3 separate regions of the Zea mays genome follow, and all the other regions are linked to region 3. Evidence: chromatin contacts called from public Hi-C data. All regions are on one chromosome and are shown on one strand. Each heading gives the region's core, a stretch centred on a gene start, on an enhancer-like site or on the middle of the called end of the contact. The rest is flanking DNA. Distances are from core to core; before and after follow the strand shown.

Region 1 (2,787 bases), core at 89-2,588, 250 kb before region 3:
GATATGCATAGACGATTACCACATCTTATGGTGTATACTTCAATCAGTATATAGATATCGAGGCTATAGATTATTATATCTTAGACGGACTTGATAAACTAACAACACGGGATAAGTATATATAAGATGCATGATCAAGTTCACAGTACTAAATGAGCAGGTATTAATATCATTCAGTTGTTAATACCCCTAGTCGTAGTCTTAAGCTTAACAATATCTTTTATGTTCCTAAAGCCACAAATTTTTTTCTTTGAACCAAAAAATACGGTGGGAGAGGATCCCACGGTGCCTAAAATATATTAAAGAAAAGTCACATGATCTTCTCTCTACTATGTATCCACGATTAGTTATACTTTATAATGATAAGATCGGATAAACTTAATTTGGTTTAGGTAAAGATAGAAAGATACGTAACAACCAAATTAAATCTTCATCATCTCTAAATTCATAATTATAAACTAAAGCACGGTAATTACTGCCTCTATGTATAAAATATGTAGGCGTCCACTTAAAAAGCTTGTGGCGCTTCAATATATTTATCCTTGATTTATGGTTGGAAGCGGAGAGAACTCGCTCTCATGGGACACGTAAACACCATGCCGCCGATCGATAAGCTCATATGACTTTCAACGGTCCGGGAGAGGGAGAGGGAGAGAGGAGGAGGAGGAGATGGAGGTGGTGGTGGTGATGAGTTAGGAACCGAACACTGAACAACGACGTGTGCTGGCTCCCTCCATCGACCGACCGAGCTTCGGCTGGACGAAAAACAGCGACCCCTCACCCGGCCAGACGTAGCATGAGTATAGTAGGAGTACGACAGGAGCCTTCCACGCGAGCCACCGCGCTGACGCACCATGACAAATGTCGTGCCACCTCGGCGTCTCGTTCAGGAGAAGCTCCCCGCCGCCGACGTCGACGCTGTCCCGGCCAGCCCCCCACGCCCCACCCCCACCTAGCTAGTATGCCGCGCTACGCATCGCCCCTCTGGAAACCCTCCCACCCGGGGGGCGGGGGGGGCGGGGGGGGGGGGGCATCCGGCCATGCCAACGGAAACTCGCGCACTCCAGCCGCTGCGGGAGCACCACGTGTAAGGGCCGAACCAGTCGCAACTCTCAAGACGGATAACCATTCCGTCCGTGCATGCGGTGATTGATCCGGGCCGGGGGAAGAGGGGCGCGACCGGCCCGCCCGGTGCGCAACACCTGGACGCGGCGCCAAGCCATCGAGGGGCCTACATGTTCTCCGTCGCGGGGAGTGGCGCCACGTGTGCGCGTCGCGCCGGCCAGACCCGTGCGCCGAGCACTGGTATAAAGAGCTACCCCGCCGTGTCCCGAGCGCCAGCCACTCCACTTGCTACTACTACACACAAACACAGCTAGCCGGCGCTGCCAGGTTGGCTTTGGCGAGCAACGACGACGACGACGGCGCTCAGGACTCAGGTGCTTTCGGTTCAGGCGGAGGAGGGCATGGAGCGCGGCGACTGCCAGTTCACGGTGGTGCCGCCGCGGCAGTACGACGAGGCCCAGTTCATGCACCAGCTGATGGTGGCCGGCGACCAGCAGGACCCCGCGGGCGCGGGGCGGGGAGCTGCCGCCGCCGGCGGGGAGAGGAAGCGGCGGTTCACGGAGGAGCAGGTGCGGTCGCTGGAGACGACGTTCCACGCGCGGCGCGCCAAGCTGGAGCCCCGGGAGAAGGCGGAGCTGGCGCGGGAGCTTGGCCTGCAGCCGCGCCAGGTGGCCATCTGGTTCCAGAATAAGCGTGCGCGGTGGCGCTCCAAGCAGCTGGAGCATGACTACGCCGCGCTCAGGGCTCAGTTCGACGCGATGCACGCCCGCGTCGAGTCGCTCAGGCAGGAGAAGATCGCGCTCGCCGCGCAGGTACCAGTCGTCTGCTTGATTCCTGATTTCACAGCTCCATATATACGCCGACGTTCGATCGCTGACGATCCATCGATGTTGGTTTCCAGGTAGACGAGCTGCGGGGGAGGCTGAACGAGCGGCAAGACCAGAGCGGCAGCTGCGAGGTCAACGACGCGGAGGCGGCGGCGGACGACAAGAGGAACAATAGCACCAGCTCCCTCGTGCAGGACGACGGCGCCACGCCGCCGCCGGCTGCAGTAGACGCCTCCGAGGACTCGGCGGCGACCGGCGAGTACTACGACCACGTCGCGTACGAGTACGATGGCCTGCACGACCCCTTCGTCTGCGCCACTCCGGACCTGTGGGATACGTGGCCGCTGCTGGAGTGGAACGCGGTGGCCTGAAACCTCGATCGTGTACTCGTCGTCATGTCTCTGTATCTAGTGCACGTGTGGTGGATTCATGGTGATTCCTTATATAGCTAGCTAGCCCCAACTAGCTACCGAGCCAGTTGATCCGGGGAGGGATCGACGGGTAACAGACGATAGAGAGCTGGGTAATTAGGAATCAGGAGCGACCGGCGGCTGTGGAGGGAAAAGAGGGATCGATCGACAATGTCCGGCCACCGTGCACCTTAGGATCCATGTTCGTGAGAGAGGTGGTTCAGACTTCAGAGCCGAGGCAAATGGTGTCGCACGTGGGTTACGCTTACGCATGCTGTTGCTCTGCACGTATTCCATCGCATGTTCTAGACGCTCCTCTCCGTTCGTCGCCGTCGCCAGTTAGCCCATCTGTCTAGGACGTTCGTCGTCGTAGTACCGGCGCCTAAGGACAACGGCTACGCTCCGAGCGAGGACGACGTCGCCTTCGACGGGGCCGGGACAGAGTCACTCTCGCACACAGGAGATGACCCCCCTTTCCGCTTGCT
Region 2 (2,700 bases), core at 37-2,536, 210 kb before region 3:
CTCATGAACCTTAGTTTTTGGCCTGGCCTTCCCAAGAAACAAATATGTCGTCGTAGTTGTTAGTAGATGGCAGTGTTTATTTAAATTTGCATCGGGAGTACATACATAAAAATGTCAGGCCAAATGGCGTACGTGAGCAGATTATATTATTCTGAAGAAACAAGTATATACTCCCTCCGTTTCGTTTTAATTGTCGCTGGATAGTGCAAAATTGAACTATATATCCAGCGACAACTAAAAAGAAACGGAGGGAGTATGTCATATATATATAGTTGTATATGTAGTATCTTTAAGCTTTAATTTGCCGTCCTTGCTTTGGAAATTAACTTAACTAGAGGACTAGAAAACACTTGTTCGGCACCGTGATGGTTGATCAATTTATGAGAAAATTAAAAAAACTTTTGATATGTATCTACGAGGTATATATGTTACACTACGCATACTGATGATGGTATATATGACCAACGTTAACTAGATGTGGATTTGACCAACGAATCTCTTGTATGAGATTAAGATGAACTAGAAGAAAGCAGCTATGTCGTCTAAGAGAGAGAAAGCAGATAAAGATGCCATCGTACGGATCACAAGAGAAGATACGAAGATCCTTCATGTTGAAAGGGGGTAGAGAGAACTAGAGATGATACACAAACTCTTAGAGAAAGTGAGAAATAAAGTGGGGGCAGAAGAAAAAGACCGCAACTACAAGGGAGATGCAGATGCCAATTAAGCCGGCCGTAGTTTAAACGAAGAAAAGCAAGCATGCCTGTGTGTTCTTTTGAGTCAAGAATCCTTATGATTGCACCAATCTGCTGCATGCCGACCGCACGAAACCCAACACATAGCAAACATTCGCCGAGATAATCATATCCTAATCATGCATGATTCTAGCTGCGGAGGCACAATCTAGGCCGAAGAAGCAAGGTCAAACGAGCGAAGAGAGAGAATCGCTACACATCTCGATGATATGCCCAAGGAAACTCACGGCAAGAACAGGAGGGGGAATCGACGGACGTACGAGCGCGGAACAGCCCGGGAGCTCCACTTGAGGGGAATGAAGCCTGGTCCGAGATCGACAAGAACCTAGACCGATGAGATCTGTATGTTTCTGCACCTCGAGCCAGACAACATTCCCCTCAAAGTAAGAAAGCTTCCTCCTTTCTTCCCCGATCTGCTGCATGAGATTCCGGATCCGGCCTTCCTCCTGTTCTTTCCCCCACATGACTCGGCTGCCAAACGCCAGAGGCTAGAGCTGGCGAGGACGACGCTCCATTGGTATCTATAAAGGAGGGTGGGGGGGGGGGGGGGGGGGGGGGGGGGGGGGGGGGGGGGAGAGAGAGAGAGAGAGAGGGGAGGAGGAGGAGAGAAGAGGGGTAGCGAGCGCTATCATCATCAGTGAAATCATTGCATTTAGGGCGTCATCAGAATTGGGGAAGAGAGGGACAAAGGATCAGCAAAACCAGCAAAAATGACGTGGCCTTTTACGATCAACGTGATAAAAAGCCTGGCCCAACTTTATGTTTACAGTTAGCAATATCGAACTTAACAAATGATGGCCCCGGATAGTACGTTGGTGAAAAATCAAGCTTGGCTCTGATCCAGCCGGCCGAAGAATTAAGTATGTTGGGCTGAGTTCGATAATGTGACTCATGTTCCAATATATACAGTGTACTGTGACTGTGAACACATTACTCCAAGAGTGTCCACTGCATTAAATTTTAGCTCACATAACTAGTTTATTATGTCTACAACAAGAAAATTCGTAAACCGATTATATTGTTTGGTTTTGTGATTTGTTTGTGGTAACAGAATTTGACATCAGTTCTATAATTTTTCATAGTCTCTGGTCTCTACTTACCATCTCTTGTTAGGCATGCGTCCATAGCATGAGTAGGGATGAATTTAGATCGGATTCACACGGACACGAATTTGAATACCATTATTCACCCCTACTTAATTCGAATTCAAATACGATTACAGAGATGTTGTAAGAAACTAATGTAAAGTAGATATCTCAAATTTAGATATCTACTTGATTTAAAGATAACATATATCTATCTGCTTATCTATAGTTAGCTAGTGTAATGAAATTGGTATGAACGATGAGATTTAGAATATAGCTATATAACACCGTGGAAAAATACAACTATAAAAAATAAAAATATTTTAATCATTATTTCAATAATTAAATTTATAAATATAAGAAAACTATAGATAATATATATTAGTTACTAAATTCCAATAATTCAAGAATATATAAATAAATACCACTAACATGATTATCCATATTCGAATTAACTAAATTTAAAATTTATGTATATTTATTATATAAAGATTACATTAACCATAAATAACTTATATATATATATATATATCGTTTGTTATATTAAAATTATTTTTTATTCACATGGTTAATCTGTAAAAAATTTACTGTTTAGATAGTTTTAAATAAATTGTACTTCTCAAATATGGATAATATCATATATTTTACATGTTTATTATTAGGGGCGTATAATCGATACCGGATCAGATATGGACATATATTACTCGTTTCATATTTGTTTTCATGGTTTCTCTTCGGATTCATATCAGATACAGATATTATGAAGTTGTGTCGGGTAAAATTTGGATGGATATCGACCAACTTTAAGAATACGGATACGAATAAAGATCGAATACAAATCAGAAATAGAGTACCCGGAC
Region 3 (2,700 bases), core at 7-2,506:
GCAGTCATGCTACATGTCCCAATCAGAGTAGTTGCCACCGTTCCTCGGGCTCTCGTCCTGGCTCTCCTATTCACAGTTTCGGGCCGTCCGGCAAGCATAAACTCAGCTTGAAAATTTGTACTAGTATATACGCTGCAAGCCTGCAAAGGGCAGACGCGTTTAATTCGTCCAAAGCATGTTCAAGTACCGTGGGGCGCGGGCAGTCATTAGTCAAAAGTCTCAAGTACTCCTCCTGTATCTCCGTTCGGGCAGTCAACATCTGAAGCGCGTCTGCAATTCTGCATACGCTGGGCGCCCTGCTGTTTCTGAATCCTCCTCCATACTCTTCACCAGCAGCAGCAGGACGACAGGTTCTTCAGCTCGCCGTGGCGAATTCCGTGTGTGAATGTGACCTCCACTTCTATATCTACCCTGCAAAACATGTGATGTCGTACGCTTACGAATATGAAACCACTAATCCCCATGCTCCCCAGCTAGCGCTCCTCCAATACGAAGACGAGCTGCGTGATCTGGCTACAGGAATCTCAGTGGGGGCCATGTGGCCCAGCCACACGCGGGCGCAACCACCAGCGCTGTTTATTAATTTTTTTTCACCGCCTGCCTGTGCGTGCCGCGGTAAGCGAGCAGAGCACGCCGGCCCGTTGGAAAAAGTGGGACGCCTGTCACCTGGACACTTCCATTTGGGACGTTACTCGCCATAGGATTCGGATCCACTGGAAAAAAAGTTTATATCTAGCTGCTATGAACATGGCCCATGACCTTGCAGCCAGGAAAGGCCGCTCTGACAGCAGCTGAAAAGGAGCCCTCGAACTGGTGCCGGTGGCACGTCGCACTCCACGGTCGATCCGGTGGCGCCTCTGCCGCTGACGCGGAGGAAAATACTAGCCAAATCAACATTCCGGCACCAGACGGCTGCAGAGCGCATTATTGCTGATATATTTTTACCGGTGAAAAAGGAAAAGCGCATGCCGAGCCAAGGTGCAGGGCGGCAGCCGGCAGGCGCGCGCGACGCTCCGGCGGAATAGAATTGTGGGGGGCGTGCGTGACGACAGCACGCAGATGCATCACGCATCTCAACGGGAGGAGCTGCTCACCCCGTCGCCTTTTGCCCTTTTCTTTATGTGCTCCGCGCGCCACTGATTAGTTGAGGTCCACTAGGCACTAGCTGCGGCCTGCCGCCTGCGGGCGCTGGGCATCCAGTCCCGCCCCCCGCGTCGACGTCGTATATAACGACGGGCGCCAGAAGCCGTTCGGTGATCTGGCCACCCGAGCACGGCCAAAAAGGCGCTCGCCCAGCGCTTCACCAGATAGAGCAACACAGCTCAGCTCAGCTCAGCCTCGGACCAGCAGCCGGCGTGCGGAGCTGCGGTGCGGCGTCGTGCGTGCGCCAGAACAGGATGCTGCCCGCCGGGTGCGGCCTCCTCTCGTGCCTCCGCCTCGACAAGCAGGGCGACGCGGGCCGAACCGACCCCCGCGTCGCGGACGAGCCCGCCGCGTCGCTCGGCAAGGGCAGCGGGTCGTCGGCCAGGCGGTTCGCGTGGGCCGAGATCGAGTCCGTCACGGCGGGCTTCTCCTCCCGCGTCATCGGCCAGGGCGGCTTCAGCACCGTCTACCTGGCCTGCCTCTCCTCCTCCCGCCTCGGCGCCGTCAAGGTGCAGCGCAGCAGCGAGCGCCTCCACCGCGCCTTCCGCCAGGAGCTCCACGTGCTCCTCTCGCTCCGCCACCCGCACATCGTCCGCCTGCTCGGCTACTGCGACGAACGAGGTATATAACAAGACGCGAACCAACCACCGACTGATCAGCTCCACAGCTCCACTGAGCGGGAGCTTCCAAGTCACGTAGATAGATGAGCTAGGAGCTAACACGAGTTTCTTTTCTCTCTCTCTCTCTCCCTCTCTTTCTGCGTGCGTACGTGCAGAGGAAGGCGTGTTGGTCTTTGAGTACGCACCGAACGGCGACCTCCACGAGAGGCTCCACGGCAGCGGCAAGGCGCCGCTCCCGTGGGCGCGCCGCATGGCGGTGGCGTTCCAGGTGGCCATGGCGCTGGAGCACCTCCACGAGAGCCGCGACCCGGCGGTGATCCACGGCGACGTGAAGGCCTCCAACGTGCTGCTGGACGCCAGCCTCGACGCCAAGCTCTGCGACCTGGGCTTCGCGCACGTGGGCTTCTCGGCCGCGCTCCAGCCGCCGGAGGCCAGCGGGGCCAGGGCCAGGGCGTCGTCGGCGCCGCGCGCCGTCGTCATGGGCTCCCCGGGCTACGTGGACCCGCACTTCCTCCGCTCCGGCGTCGCCACCAAGAAGGGCGACGTGTACAGCTTCGGCGTGCTGCTGCTCGAGCTCCTCACGGGGAGGGAGGCCATATGCGCCGACACGGGGCGCCGGCTCGCCGCCGCGGTGGGTCCTACGCTCGGCGAAGGAAGAGTAGCGGAGGCAGTGGACCGGAGGCTCGGAGACGAGTACGACACGCACGAGGCGGCCACCGTGGCGGCGCTTGCGCTGCGGTGCATCGGCGACGGCCCCGGGACGCGGCCCTCCATGGTGGAGGTGGTTCGCGAGCTCCAGGAGAAGACGACCGCGCTGATCTCGGCCGCTGGATGCAAACCTGCCGGCAAGATGGGTTCCTGAGCTGTATTGTCGGCCGAAGAAGACCGTAAATACCATTAGCTTTGTTTAGAGAGAGTAGAAGGTGAAGGTAATGTT

The links. A called contact is a pair of places that touch in the nucleus more often than the background predicts.
Region 1: a Hi-C map of ear shows a contact between it and region 3, with 2.3 times the contacts expected there. The contact joins the promoter of LOC100285460 here to the promoter of LOC100283188 in region 3. A contact is called at or near these places in 8 of 25 Hi-C or Micro-C datasets (bundle sheath, ear, endosperm and 2 more).
Region 2: a contact with region 3 is called in a Hi-C map of bundle sheath, with 1.8 times the contacts expected there. The contact joins the promoter of LOC100275467 here to the promoter of LOC100283188 in region 3. A contact is called at or near these places in 3 of 25 Hi-C or Micro-C datasets (bundle sheath, ear and tassel).

Annotation. Positions count from the first base shown.
Region 1 is chr5:194,616,972-194,619,758 of Zm-B73-REFERENCE-NAM-5.0, reverse strand. It overlaps LOC100285460 (homeobox-leucine zipper protein ATHB-6), which reads left to right and starts at 1,338. Exons shown (of 2, transcript NM_001158353.2): 1 at 1,338-1,877; 2 at 1,967-2,787. The coding sequence starts at 1,467. The coding sequence ends at 2,263.
Region 2 is chr5:194,581,222-194,583,921 of Zm-B73-REFERENCE-NAM-5.0, reverse strand. It overlaps LOC100275467, which reads right to left and starts at 1,286. Exons shown (of 3, transcript XM_020538626.1): 1 at 983-1,286. The coding sequence starts at 1,219. It overlaps MIR166e (microRNA MIR166e), which reads right to left and starts at 1,133; the gene lies at 1,047-1,133.
Region 3 is chr5:194,367,895-194,370,594 of Zm-B73-REFERENCE-NAM-5.0, reverse strand. It overlaps LOC100283188 (protein kinase APK1A), which reads left to right and starts at 1,256. Exons shown (of 2, transcript NM_001156090.2): 1 at 1,256-1,764; 2 at 1,919-2,700. The coding sequence starts at 1,398. The coding sequence ends at 2,625.